Linked DNA regions of Mus musculus: region 1 is linked to region 2. A link is a contact called in public promoter capture Hi-C data. All regions are on one chromosome and are shown on one strand. Each heading gives the region's core, a stretch centred on a gene start, on an enhancer-like site or on the middle of the called end of the contact. The rest is flanking DNA. Distances are from core to core; before and after follow the strand shown.

Region 1 (6,492 bases), core at 2,975-5,474, 350 kb before region 2:
ATACCATACCAGGACAGCCCCGAAGACCAAGACTACTCCTCGACTTCCTCTGAGACCCCCAATCCTCCCAAAGCAAGAACCTACACTGAAACCATCAACCATCACTACTTGCTCTTTCAAGATACAGATCTGGTAAGTTGTGACTGCAAGTCATTGTTGACATTAGGAAAGATGAAAACCTTAGATAGCAGGAAGTCCTAAGGAATTCCACTTCTGTTTCCCAGAGTTCCTTCCACAATCTGCTTCGTAGAGAACCAATGCTTCGCATGCAGGAAGGAGAGGGACATTCTCAGCTTTGCCTGGACAGGCTGCAACTTGAAGCTATTCACAAGGTGAGAACCTTGTCTTTTATCTCTCCCACCCTCTACAATCAGTGAAATAAAATGTTTAAAGGCAGCTGCAATGGCTGGAGGGAAAGCAGCCTTGACTCTCTCCTGGGTCATGGTATATAGATCTCATTCATTGACTGTCTCACATGGTCTAGTCCTCCTGATTGTGGCTTTATTTGGTTGGTTCGTTTTGGGTGGTTTTGATACAGGGTCAGTAGCTGTTGGGGAGCTCATCTTGTAGACTAGGTTGGTGTCAGACTCACAAGAGATCCGCCTGCTTCTGCCTTCTGATTGCTGAGATGAAAGGTGTGGTGATGTGTTTTTAAAGCTCATGCAGGTGCACTCTGAGGCTCTGTGGGTTTTCTGCTCTCTCCACAGGTACGCTTCAGCCCAAACCTGGACTCCTATGGATGGCTGGTATCTGGGGGGCAGTCAGGGTTGGTTCGGATCCATTTTGTTCGTGGACTCACCTCTCCGCTGGCCCACCGTGTACAGCTTGAAAGCCGAGCCAACTTCAATGCTATGTTCCAACCGTCCTTTCCAACTGAAGGGCCTGGTTTCTCTCCAAGCAGCCATTGCCTTCTCCCCAATCCCTAGTCTGGGCCACACAGAACTCTTGGATTGAAGTCTGCCAAGAACAAATGGCGCCCATGCATAGAGCATAGCACCTGGGCCCTTCCTGGACAGTGATGGTGCCAGGCCTAAATCTTTAGGCCTACATGCCCCAAACTCCTTAAATCCCTCTCCTTCCACAGACTTCTATGGTCACAGCTCCCTGCAGGTAGGGGGGCTCCCCCTCCACAACAATTCCTATGCCTAAAACCATGGCTCACAAGAAACACTCAGGCCAAACCTAGGCTTGGGAGTCAAATTGCTCATATTGAGCATATTGTGAAGGAGGTAAAGCTAAGTAAAGGTACTGGGTGTTTTTGAGAGCACTTGTGAGTGGGTGTTTGGACAGTCGGAAAGGATATCTTCATGAAGGCTCCTGTCTATTTCCAGAATTCGATGTTATTGCCTTCCGATCTCCCTCATTAGAATAACCAACACACAGGCCCGATGGTAGGGACAGTAATTTATTGGACTGAAGCTGCTCATAACTTAACTTTAACTGAGGAACAACATAAGCACCCTGCCAGTAGGACAGCAGCTAGTTCGTGTTTCTGCTTATGAAATATTCCCAATCACTGACATATGACACTACTTGAACACTCCTAGATAGTGTTTTTAAATTTTTTGAAGCTGAGTATAGTGGTGCATACCTGTAATCCCAGCACTTAGGAGGCCGAGGTAAGAGGATCACAAGTTTGCATTCAGTCTGGGCTATCTCATAAAACCAAAAAGTAAAAAAAAAAAAAGTAAAGAAAAGAAAAAAAAAGATCTTCTTTATATCAAGTCAGAGTATACCTCTCTTAATTTTACTAATGGGTGTTAGAAAATAGTCACCCCCCCTGTGGCTGCCCTTTCAGTACTTCACAGTAGCTATCATGTGTTCCCAAGGCATTTTTCCTCTAGATTAAATATCTTTAGTTATTTCAATCATTCTTTTACAAGTCATGATTTTTGATCTTTATGATATGGTCACATTGCTGACGTATTAAACATGTTTAAACTCTGTATAGAAAGTATTTAGAACCCAATAATGTATTGTTCGCTCAATCAAGTCCTCTGTGGATAGCAGCACCTCACATGACTGATACTGTCTTGAAAACACAGGCAGGGGACACATTGGAGTATACAGGCTGAAGTGTGGAAGGAAGTAGTTAGACCATCTTAGGAAATAGGAAACAGGTAGCCTGTTTCCTCTTGGATGGGATGCAGTTTACATTAGTATTGCCTGAAACAAAACCTAGACTTTAGAGCACTCAAGATTGGTCTGTTATATCTGGAAACAGTTTTCTACCTGAGTAGTGTAGAAGATTTGTCAAACGCCAGAAGTCTTTAAGAAGAGAGCCAAGTAGTGAGTCCCCTTCCTATACAGAAGAGGAAGCAGACCTCTAGGACAGTAAGGTCCTTACACAGCAGAAGGGCCCATAACTGCATTAGTGTTAGGAGCCAAGTGTTATAGCACTCTGTTGTGATCCAGCTCAGGCGGTGTCGGGCTTGCTTTTTGAACTAATAAAGAAGTGCCTTCCATTGCAGAGGAGCTTGGCTTGTCCTGCAGAGCAACCCATCCATACAGCACATCTGTATTTCCCTACTTCCAGCGTTAGAGAAGGTGGAACCTGGGGGGGGGACTAAAGGCTGTGCCAGCGACCCTGCTCCTGGTGTTGATTCACGCTTGAGCTGAGAAGTAACTGTGGGGGCAATATTTTCTGTTCTGTTCTTTCTCCTCTCCCACAAGCCTTTTCTCCTCAGTCCTTTCTTCCCTATCTTCCTTCCCAGTGTAGCTGTTCTTGGTTCTTGCTCTTCTTCCTGTGTGCCTTAGCTTATTCTGTTGCCTTTGACACCAACACCTAAACCTATGTGTCCTTCAAGATCTCATCTCGGCTGGGATGTAGCTCAATGGAAGAGCATGGACTTAGTGTGTGTGCAAGATCCTGGGCTCACTTCCCTCCTGGTATCTTCTCCCCTCCAGAAACTCCCAGGTCAAACCTCACTAAGGGACTTTTATATTTCTCTAGTGGGAGAGAAGGGAGGATAGATAAATGATATTAAGCATTTTCTCGGTTTGGGGTGCTTTTCATATACCCCTGAGCTCCATGGGGTAGGTACTATTTTATGTAATGACAATTAGGTTCTGAGAGGTTAAGCAATCTGAATAAGGCTTGAATCCATATCGCTTAAAAACACCTTCCAATCTTGCACATTTGGACTCCCTTATTATGTCTACTAGTGAAATTCTTTTAGCATGTTCTGTACACAAGAATCTAATTCCCCTGAATTCTTACTCTCTCTAATAGAATCCATCCTTCATTAATCATACAGGAACTGACTAACTGAGCTGGGGGTGGACAGACATCAAATAAGTTGACCTTTTTCAAGGCTTGGAGACGTATACATCTTTACCTACCTCAGGAAGGGATTTGCAGGGAGTTGGGTGTTAAAACTAGAGGGAGATTAAGATTCCTAAAATGTTTTTTTTTTTTTAAATATAGTTTTATGCCTCTTTGCTTAACATGACTAGAAGCCGGGTGTGGTGGCGCACTCCTTTAATCCCAGCACTTGGGAGGCTAAGGCAGGTGGATTTCTGAGTTGGAGGCCAGCCTGGTCTACAGAGTGTGTTCCAAGACAGCCAGGGCTACACAGAGAAACCTTGTCTTGGAAAAACAACAAACAAAGCATGACTCTAGAAACCCATAAAGCAAAACAAACCCTCCATTGAGTTGCCTCTTGTACAGCCCTAGAATTCAAGGAGCCCTGATTGCAAGACAGGGTCATTTTACAAAATTCATGACCAAACTTAAGACAGCTAGCACGGGCGTTCTCAGGTTCTGCTAAGCCAGTGGTTCTGAAAGTTGACTGCTTGTCCAGAAAGATTTTTCAGACAAAACTTAAAAATTTGGTATAAAGAACAAGGAAAAAAAATAGAACAAGTCTGAGTTCTGCTCACTTGGGAGCTTGGGTATACCTGCACTACTTCAGCATTCAAGTTTCCAAACTGAGAAGGGCGTCTAGACCTGACTACCTCCGGGAGACTGACAGTCTGGCCTGATAGTCTGGGGAGAACGAGGGTGGGGGGTGGGGGCAGCCGAGTTACAGGGAAGCACAGACTGTCCTACACCGATGTTTGGTGCAGTCCACGAGAAGGGGGCTGCCCACTCCCCTTAAGTGGTCGGCTGAGCCGCCTCGCAAGGGGTATCAAAGGCCCCACCCACCTGCATTCCTCCTGGACTGCTTGTGTCCAAACAACAGCCCGGCCCGCAGGCAGACGGAAGAGGCGGTGCTCGATACGGAAGTCCCTGGACCAGCTTCGGTCACGTGAGAGAAGGTTCTGCGCAGAGCTGGCACTCAGGTGAGCGGAGGTTCTTGGCATTCAGAGACTTGAAGCACTGTGGGTTGAGAGTTCTTGCAGGTCATGTGACCTTACAGATCCAGGTCTTGGTTTATTTCTGGTGTGTAGTTACTCTTATAAAGGAGATTCCAACTGAATCTGGGGACCTATCGTGTTTACTTGGGGGATGGAACCCAGACTCTGGATGGAAGCCAGAGTAAGTCTAATTTCATGAGTGTCTTAATCAGGACTGGATGCCTTGCTTCAGGACCAGGACCAGGTTACTCAAAACTGCTTCCTTTCCAGATGAATAGTGACCACAAGGCAGGGGCACGGCCCAGTAAGCAAGCTTTCTGAGGCCTCTGTCACTTGCAGAGTTTGGAAGTAAGGAGAGTGAGCATAAGGAAATGGCAGGCATGTTCTTTACTGTGAGGGGCAATGGGAGTGACTTATCCTCTTGGTTTGACAGGGAGCATGGCACTCTGGCGAGCATACCAGAGAGCCCTGGCAGCACATCCGTGGAAAGTCCAGGTTCTGACAGCTGGTGAGTGTCACTCTGGGACCAGAGTATAATTAGAGCAGCTGATTTGAGGTGGAGGAGGAGGCCCATATCACGACACCACCTACCTCCTCCAGTTTAGCCCCCCCCCCCCGGAAGTGTTTCCCTTCTCCTGAACTATTATGTCTGTTTTGGAGGGTGAGCTGTTTCTGAGACCCATGCTGGAGGGGAGACGAAATAGAGACGTGGCTCAGAGGTTAACAGCGCATACTGCTCTGTAGAGGATTCTACACTATGTCATGTAGCTCAGAGCCACCTGTAGCACCAGCTCCAGAGAGCTCTGTCACCTCCAACCACTTGGGGCATCTGCACTCACTTGCACAAACACACACAGTTTAAAATGATAACAATAAATCTAAAAGAGAGAGATGCACAGTCTGTCGAGCAAGACTTAAAGTCCTCAAGAAATTAGGTGATAGTTTCTGTTTTTGTTTTTCAAGGCAGGACTTCTCTGTATGGTCCTGGCTGTCATGAAAATCTGTGTGCCAGGGTGGCCTTCAACTTAGAGATCCACCTGTCTCTCCTTCCTAAGTGCTGGGATTAAAGGGATGTGCCACCACTGCCTAGCCTAAGTAGTCCATTCTTAAAAAGCATTGCCCCCAAGAGACCCCACCTTGGGAAATTAAATGCTTTCCTCTTATACTTTATAGTGTGCTGAGCACATTGTCTCCATGCATAGGCGCCTCCAAAGGTCTGTTAGCAGGAATGAGTCCACATTAAATGACACACCTAACAAGTGCTGAAGTAACTTACTCCATTTTTATACATAATGTTTATTGTGAAGTGTATAAAACAGTCATATATCTAAAGTTTAAATCATATTAAAAGGGAATCCTTCAGTAATCAGCTTTGGAACTCTGTTGGATCCCTCTCTTTCAATTCATATATTCCAGTTTTTATTTCATTTTTAAGACAAGAGTCACACAACCCTGGGCTGACCTAGAATTCACATTGTAGCCAGACTGGCCTTAAACTTGCAGCTGTCTCTTCTCAGCCCCCTGAATGCTGAAATTACAAATGTAAACCACTACGGCTGGCTAGATGGCCACTCTCCTAAGCTTAGCTTACATCATTGTTTGGCTTTTCTTACAAACATATTCTCAGTACACTACCTGCGGCTTTTTTACTCTGTCAGCGATGAAGTAGCAGCTTCACAGAGCGCCTCCAGTGCCTCTTTGTATCTGTTCCACCCTTCCTTTTGCTGGCTACTCATTGTTATGACTGGGGCTACTCTGAGGTCGTTTGCTTTGAAGCACATCTTAGGTTCCTCCGTGGCCAACTTTTCAGGCAAATCTGAAGTTTTTTCATATGCATACAGAAGCCACAGCATGAGGAGCAAAGTGCTAGTTCAAGGAAGCCTCAGCAGGCCTCTGAGCATCAGAGCATCAGAGCATTGCAGTGGGCGGTCAGGTAATAAACAAGGCTTGCCTATGCTTAGATAAAGAACCCATATTCGGCAGAGGGCTGAGGGGAAAGAGGGGGGCTGAAGGGTAGGTAGGCCAGAGGTCTTGTTAGTAGAATAGCTGTATGTTAGCATTAGAAGCCGCATGACTGGCCAGAAGGTGGACTCCTACTCCTCTCTGGCCCCTCGATAGCATCCTGTGCCCATCCACCTCTTGTCCTCAGAGTGTCCGACCTGCATGACTCACCTGGCTGAGTGTGTGGTGACT
Region 2 (7,422 bases), core at 761-3,260:
AATGATATGAAGTCATCTGATTCATGACCATGGAATTCTCTTTCATTTATTTAGGTTTTTTAAACATTTCCAACAGTTCCATGTGTTTCAGAGCACAATTGTACCTGTATCAATAAACACTTTATAGTTTATAAGTTTAAAAATATTTACTTTACCTGTATGTGTGCACAACTGTATGTGCATATCTGTAGGCAACCATTGTAGGGTGTCATATTCCCTCAACCTGCTGTCCCATGTGGTTTCAAGCTGCCCCACTGGGGCTGGGGACTGAATCTGGGTCCTCTCTGAGAGAAGCCAGTGCCACTGGGTCATCTTTCCAGCCCTCACCTTCTTCTTTTTGATGCTACTCTGACTGGAATTGCTTTCTTAATTTCACTTTTGAATTGGACAAGTCTCATTCTACACCAGAAGGAAAGGACCTTGCATGCACCCTTCACACAGATATGTGCTTCTACGCTGTATGTAAGGTCCCGTGTGTGCACACATTGCTGAAAAAGTTCTCCCTCCATGGTAGACAGTCTTGCACATAACAGACAAGAAGATGTGTGTATTATATCTTAAAAACTTACTGTTGAGAGACAGAGACAAGACAAAGTGTATGCCTTGTGTGAGTCCATGAATTAGTGTTCAACTCAAGACAATGCTCATTTTTCGGGGACATAGTTATTATCCATGGGGTGGGGGCACTGATACGACAGGAGAGTCACAGAGCTGATTTCCCAGGCCCTGGCAGTGTTCTGTCTCCAGCTGTACATTGGTTTAGTACAGATTTATCAAGTTGTGAACTTAGATCTGGCAGGTTGTTTGTATAACTTACACGCAGACATTTGAGAGAACGATGTCATGGAAACAGGTTAAGACTGGACTACATCATTGAATACCTGACCCATCAGATGTAGTGTGTCAACAACCATTCCCAGACTCTTTCTGAATTTCCTTTTAGCCACAATGCCCACTTCCTTTTGCAAGTACCCTTCCTTGAGTTTTAAAATGGTCCGTTTCTCCACCCACCACAAGATATTTCCTGGAGAGGGGCTTAGTTTACACCCAGGTATAACAGAAAGGCTATATATTTGATAATTAAAGAATTGAAGTGTAACAGTGATTAGGCTTCTACTTGCTGTGGCCCCTCTGTCTGCATTTTGAACTTCAGTCAGATCTACAAGTGGCCATCTGTTTCCTGGAGCATTTCACAGTGGCCAAGCAGGACCTGGTACAACACAGTTCCTGATCTCGGTGGCATTGGATTGACAGGTGAAGCCATGGGAAGCACGTGGTAAGACTCCTTGGGGTCCTGCCTTTGACTGATCCTGGGATGCTGAGGTCCAACCCTGTGCGTGATGTTTTGCATCCTGAATGTCTTGCCACACAGAATTGCATCATAAACTTAGCTCTGCCTCCCTCCTTAAAACTTCCTTATACAATTTTCTAAAGCAACGATCCCATTCCATCTTTAAGCTTCACACAGATTTATCAAGCTGTGTTCTCAGATATCTCCACATCTCATCGCTGTTGACATTTTGTGTGGAAGAATTCCTTGTTGCAGTGGCTCCCCCGAATGCATCCCGAGTAGATGGCTTGGCAGGGTCCTGGAACTCTATCCAATAGATTCAAGTAGTGCTAGTCTGCTACGTTGTGACAGCCAAAAGAATGTCCAAAGATTTCCTACTCTTGTCTCCTAGAGGACAAAACTGCCCCTGGCTGAGAGCCACTGGGCTCCATGAACAACTTCAGACCTCCAGTCTAGAAGGGAGCCCCACTTTGCTCACTTAGGTTAAACCATTAATCCCCAAAGTATTGGCTTTGATTATAGATTGGAATTGGGATACCAGTTTTCCTAAACACGATGACAGATGAAAGCAGTATCTGAGAAACAGAATGGAAGGCAGCATTCTTTTATGCCCCCGCTACCAATTCCCAGGAGTTTCGCAACCACAGTGCAGACAGCAGGGAGAAATCACAGAGCAATCTGCAGAAAGCCACTCCTTGGGCCACGTCGCAGATAGTTTACTCTGGAGACCTGGCTGTTGATCAACAGCAGCCCCCACATGGCAACAGACTAAGATGACTAGAGCGGGCCTCAAGTTCCTCTTAGGAGCCACCAGGAATTCTGATGATCACTGCCATGGCATTAAGGCAGCATTACTGAAGTGTCGTCCTTGGGACTCAAAACACTCAAAACCCGGTCAATCCTTTCCCAGTAGTTTCAGTTCCCCAGTCATGAAGGTGTCAAAGCCTTTCCCAAAAGTCTGTTTGTGATGTTGACTCCTCAGTGCCTGGAAATATGGCAATCTGGTGCTGCGGGGGTGGGGAGCACTCCAGGGCCCCCAATCTGCAACACTCAAACCAGTTTGCAATGAAGAATTCCAGCAACACGGAGGCACTGGTTAGAAGATGTCACCAAAGCACACAGAGCTGTTGGGAACTTTTCAGTTGGGTGAGCTTAGATTTCCGGGGAGTTGCCCCCAGAGGGCCTTGGAGAGCTTGAGTTCCTATAACCATGTTGTTTGTCCATTCAGAAATTACATAAGGAAATCACATCTAAAACAAACGGTTTCCTTTTAATAAAAAAAAAAAGTGAAAAAAAATCGCATATCAAGGAAATTTCCAATGCATTCATGTGACTTAGCAGGAAACAGTGCTCATCCAGGAAACAGATCTCACTGTAAAGCAGACACTGAGAAGAGCGAGGTGGCTTTACAGCGAACTTTTACGGCGTGGTAAGCTCAATATGTAGCTTGCTGGCAATGTTTTGTAATAGCTTCCATTGTCAGGTGGAGTGGTGCATGCCTTTAATCCCTGTGAGGTCGAGGCCAGCCTGATCTACATAGTTCCAGGCTAGCCAGGGCTGCCTAGTGAAATCCTGTCTCAAAATAAAATAACTTAAAAAAAAATCAATTGGATGATAGTGTCTACCCTTCTCAGTATCGTGGTTTCTTCTTCACACCTAGGGTTCCCATGAGCCCCTTCCACAGTTCCTAAAGCCACTTGTGCCCGAATGTGAGACAACCTGTAATTCCTAGAAATCAAGGCTGATGGTGCACAGTTCTAATGCTGGTTCTCCTGTCTGATCCTAGTTTTCAAGTCCAAAACTGTGGTTCTTTTTCAGCCGCACATGTATTAACATTCCCAGGGTCTTCCCAAGTACGCACCTGTACACGCCTCGGACCATGCAACGGTCTGTCTGTCATATGTGACTGTGCCTTCTCTCCATTTTGTTTTTGAGACAGGGTCTCGCTCTGTAGCCCAGCCTGCCCTTGCCTTCTGAGTGCTGGGACTAAAGCTTGTGTCTTCCCCCTCCACTCCCTGTATTTAGCATAGATTAGTGGAAACCTGCTTTGTTCCCCAGAGTGCTCTCCTGATTTTCTCCACCATCTAGAATTTCCTCATTAGGGTTGTATCTCTGAGGGTTAAGAAATCTCCACAAGGGCTGGAGAGATGGCTCAGTGGTGGAGAGCACTAACTGCTCTTCCAGAAGTCCTGGAGTTCAATTCCCTGCAACCACATGGTGGCTCACAACCATCTGTAATAGATACGGTGCCCTCTTCTGGTGTGTATGAAGACCTCTACAGTGTACTCATAGGCATAAAATAAATAAATCTTTACCAAAAAAAAAAAAAAAAAAAAGAAAGAAAAAAAAAAAAAAGAAAAAGAAAAGAAAAAAGAAATCATCACAAGGTACCCCACAGTACTAAAATTAACAATGCACTCACTCTGAGACAGGGTCTGTGTATATCTGACCTAGGCTGGCCTCACACTCGTGATCCCCCTGCCTCAACTTTCCAAATGCTGTGACTATAGCTTGTGCTTCACTCATTTTAGTGTGAGCTTAACTAGGTAATCTCCCCTAACAGTCAATGGCTTTTGAGGTCTAGTTGCCATACTCAACAGTAGGGTTCTAGAAAGCAAGTAAGCAGTCAAAGGCCCTTCAAAGACACTGAGAATATGGGATGACTAATCCCAATTCTTAAGAGACAGAGGCATGCAGATCTCTGAGTTCAAGGCCAGCCTGGTCTACAGAGCAAGTTCTGTTGACAGTCAAGCTTAGGTAGTGAAGGAAACCATCAAAAACAGACATCTGGTGAAGATGTGATTGAGCAAGGGGGGCCATGTTCCAGCTGCAGCAAGCAGCAGACCTTGGCAGCTTTGGCCCTATGGTTCTGGCTTTAGAGTCGAGATCCCCCTCTGTGATTAAGGAAAGTTGCTGAAGCCAAATGTATCCCAGAGAGCCCATTGCACAAAGCTGTGAAGGCATACTTTCGATGGCCTTGGAGACCACAAGAGGTTTGAGATGCCAGAGCTGTGGGCTGCCTGCTGAGGAAAGCAGCTACCAGGGAAGTAGAACCAGCCGGAGAGAAAGACTCGTGTTACAGCCAACAGAGCTGGAAGGAGTTGGAGATCTGAAGAGCATTTTGCCATCAGACATGGAGATGCAGAGTCTGGAGTTTGCCCAGCTGGTTTTCAGTCCTGCTATGGTCCAGTCTTTCCTTACTGTTCTCCCTTCCCTATGTTTTGGAACGGTGATGTATATCCTGTGATGATTTGTTGGAAGTATGTATTTTTTTTAAAAAATTTTTCATATTCTAGGGGATTACAGTTCGGAGATTGCATGAATCTCAGAAAAGACTTAATTTTTAATGATTGTTGAGACTATAATAGTCTATGAGGACTTTTGAAGTTGCACTAAATGCATTTTGCATTATATTATGGCTATAAGCTTATTGGGGCCAGGAAGTGGAAAGTGATGGTTTGAATAGGTTTGGACCCCATATAGGCTCTTGTGTTTGAATGCTTGGCCAAGGGAGTGGCACTATGGGGAGGGGTGGCCTTGGTAGAAGTGAGGAGGCACTGCTTTGAGGTTTTAAATGATCCAGCTAAACTCAGTGTGAAACACATCCTTCTTGCATGCAGAGTAAGATGTAGAACTTGGGCTGGAGAGATGGCTCAGAGGTTGAGAGCACTGACTACTCTTCTAGATGTGCTGAGTTCAATTCCCAGCAACCACATGGTGGCTCGAAACCATCTTTGATGAGATCTGGTGCTCTCTTCTGGCATGAAGGCATATATGCAGGCAGAACACTGTAGGTAATAAATACTGAAAAAGTTCTCAGCTCCTTGTCCAGCACCACGTCTGCCTGCACACTGCCACTACCCTCCATGACAATGGACTAAACCTCTGAAGCTGTAAACTGCCCTGAATTAAATGTCTGCCTTTACAGAGTTTCCTCTGAGTTTTCCTATTTCAGAGAACATGCCAACTGTCCCAAGGAATCTGTCTTAGATTTTTCTTTTCCACCATCAGAAATCCTGGTCTTTCGGGAGAGGGATGACCCTTATCACAAATGTTTATTTTTATACTTTTTACTTTTGTATCTCCTGACCTTGTCCAGATCTCCCAGTGAGCTACCACTGGATCAGAGTGATGGACCAAAGCTGTTCTCCTAGCAACGGAAGCGACACATAACCGCTGCAGAGAAGACTTTCTGTCAGGCTGCCTCTTCTTGAAAAAACACAACAGAGGCCGAGTGAGAAGTAGCTACAGTTTAATTCAAACCTGCACCAGAACACAACGTGTTGGGCTGTTTTGTTTTGCCTCAGACGGTGGCCAAAGCATAGGGCCATGTGTCGTCTTGGGATCAATACAACCTTAGCACCATGACATTTACAGAGTGAGGAAGTCACTTGGGTGCTGGGGTGCTGACAGCTCCTTTCTGACCCCAGGCTGTGCCTGCCACCTCAACAGCTGGTGGGGGTTTGGCTTCCGTGTGGTTCTGTGGTTTTTGGGTCAATATAAGAGATGCCATTGTCACGGCAATGGCTTGACAAGCAACCTACTGTGGACTCCTAGCACTACACATACACACACGCACACACACACTGTAGCACAATTTTCTGGCAAGTTAACCCCACAAACCTAGAAAGCAGCTAAGGCAAGAACAACAGTGTTTATTCAGCAAGTACAAGACCAGTTTGAGAGCTGCATTCGGGGCAACCAGAGACCCCTTTCGCTCCAGCTGGCAGCCACCGGACCTGGGATGGGGTGGTGGGAGCTCTGCATGGGGCAGGGAGTGGACACAGGGGAGTGACGGGTTTGGTTGGCTCTAAGCCTCCCATCTAGAAGCTCCTGGGTGAGCACACAGGCTATGAAAGGGTGGGCTTGGGTCTGTGGAAGGGCGGGGTGGATGAAGTAGAAGGCCCACAGTGGCCCCTTGTACGCGCACTCTCCTACCACTTCAGGTGATGCACTTCTCAGGTGGAGGCGATTAGAGAGGGTAAAGCGCTCCTGGCCCACTCCAGGTGGCCTGCCTAGCTGGCCCTACCACCCCTTGGATCTTTGGCATCTGCCCAAGGCCCATGACCCAGCAAGGGCAGAAATAGACAAAGATGATGTATAGCTAGGTGTGGTAGCTTGTGTGTATAATTCCAGTACTTGGGGAAACGAAGGCAGGATTTCTGTAAGTTCAAGGCCAGGCTACCTAAGCAAGATTTTGTCTCAAGAAGAAGAAAAAGGGGAAAGAGGAGGAGGGGGAGGAGAAAAGAGAAGAGGAGGAGAAGGTAGGAGAAGGAGAGTAGGAGAGAAAGAGAGATAGACACCGTCAGCGTCACTGTTTATGATACCTGTGACCTCTAGGGTCATTACCTACTGTTCCCAGGGCTATCTCAGTCCTCTGGGTTATCTGTCTCTTCAGCTCCTAAGTGAGGACATTGGGTGCAACTAAAACCGCACGCAGGTTCCTAACACTTTTCTAGTCCAGGCTCGAACATGAGTCAGTTCATGACAAAGATAAAATCGGCTTGTGCAAAGCAAAGCAGAACACGCCCCCAGGAAGAAAGCACTCTGTCTGGTTAAACTCCTGGTGGGCCTGACATCAATCCACAACTGTTTCCCACAGCTAGGTTAGACTGCCGAGGCCATGAGAGCAGTCATGGACAGACATTTCTGGTGCCTAAACTCTTGGGGGCCTCAGTTTTTATCTGCAAGATGGGGGACAGTGGTAAGCCCCACCCCATCTCAGAAGCCCCTTGGAGTTTACCTGTCACTCAGTGAGAGCTGAGCTCTTTGATGGACCCAAAGCAGGACAAAAGCGTGCAGGGGTGACTGACAAGCTCTGTGGAGCCTCTGACAGGTTTGTGGAGCTCCAACAAAAGTGAGATCACTTGCCAAAGAGGGGCGGGGATGAGGCTTATCAAAGGCAGACAGCTGAGCCACTCTGCAGACTGTGTAGCCACCTACGAGAACCTCTAAGGAGCTTCTAAAACAGGGCGGGTCCGACCAGTCCTCAAGGAGAGCTTAGTGCCGAGGATTCCATAGCACCTGTGCAGTGGGGGTGGATGCTACAGCTAGGCCTTGTGGGTTGAAGCCCCTTCCCTGGCGGTTGCCTAGGCAACCTCCCCACCCCCCAGTCCCTCTTTCTCAGCCAG

What was found. Promoter capture Hi-C pulls out the DNA fragments that hold promoters and counts their contacts.
Region 1: a contact with region 2 is called in a promoter capture Hi-C map of the 3T3-L1 cell line, with 2.6 times the contacts expected there. The contact joins the promoter of Mpv17 here to the enhancer-like site in region 2. A contact is called at or near these places in 19 of 39 promoter capture datasets (the 3T3-L1 cell line, the C10 cell line, the HPC-7 cell line and 11 more), 1 of 484 Hi-C or Micro-C datasets (nephron progenitors), 2 of 115 datasets of contacts at active chromatin or transcription factors (embryonic stem cells and pancreatic cancer cells) and 1 of 9 other capture datasets (adipose tissue).

The regions. Positions count from the first base shown.
Region 1 is chr5:31,151,983-31,158,474 of GRCm38.p6, reverse strand. It overlaps Mpv17 (MpV17 mitochondrial inner membrane protein), which reads left to right and starts at 4,224. Exons shown (of 8, transcript NM_008622.6): 1 at 4,224-4,284; 2 at 4,733-4,807. The coding sequence starts at 4,738. It overlaps Gtf3c2 (general transcription factor IIIC, polypeptide 2, beta), which reads left to right. Exons shown (of 19, transcript NM_027901.2): 17 at 1-132; 18 at 225-332; 19 at 708-2,469. The coding sequence ends at 926.
Region 2 is chr5:30,797,474-30,804,895 of GRCm38.p6, reverse strand. It overlaps Gm46907 (a long non-coding RNA gene), which reads left to right. Exons shown (of 2, transcript XR_001784836.2): 2 at 5,391-5,661. It overlaps Dpysl5 (dihydropyrimidinase-like 5), which reads right to left. Exons shown (of 13, transcript NM_001356948.1): 13 at 5,527-7,422. Among named protein-coding and RNA genes, the nearest start is that of Gm46907, 14 kb to the left of the region's middle. Within about 2 kb of position 2,010, at least 3 of the 459 cell types and tissues checked have an H3K27ac peak or open chromatin away from gene starts, as enhancers often do.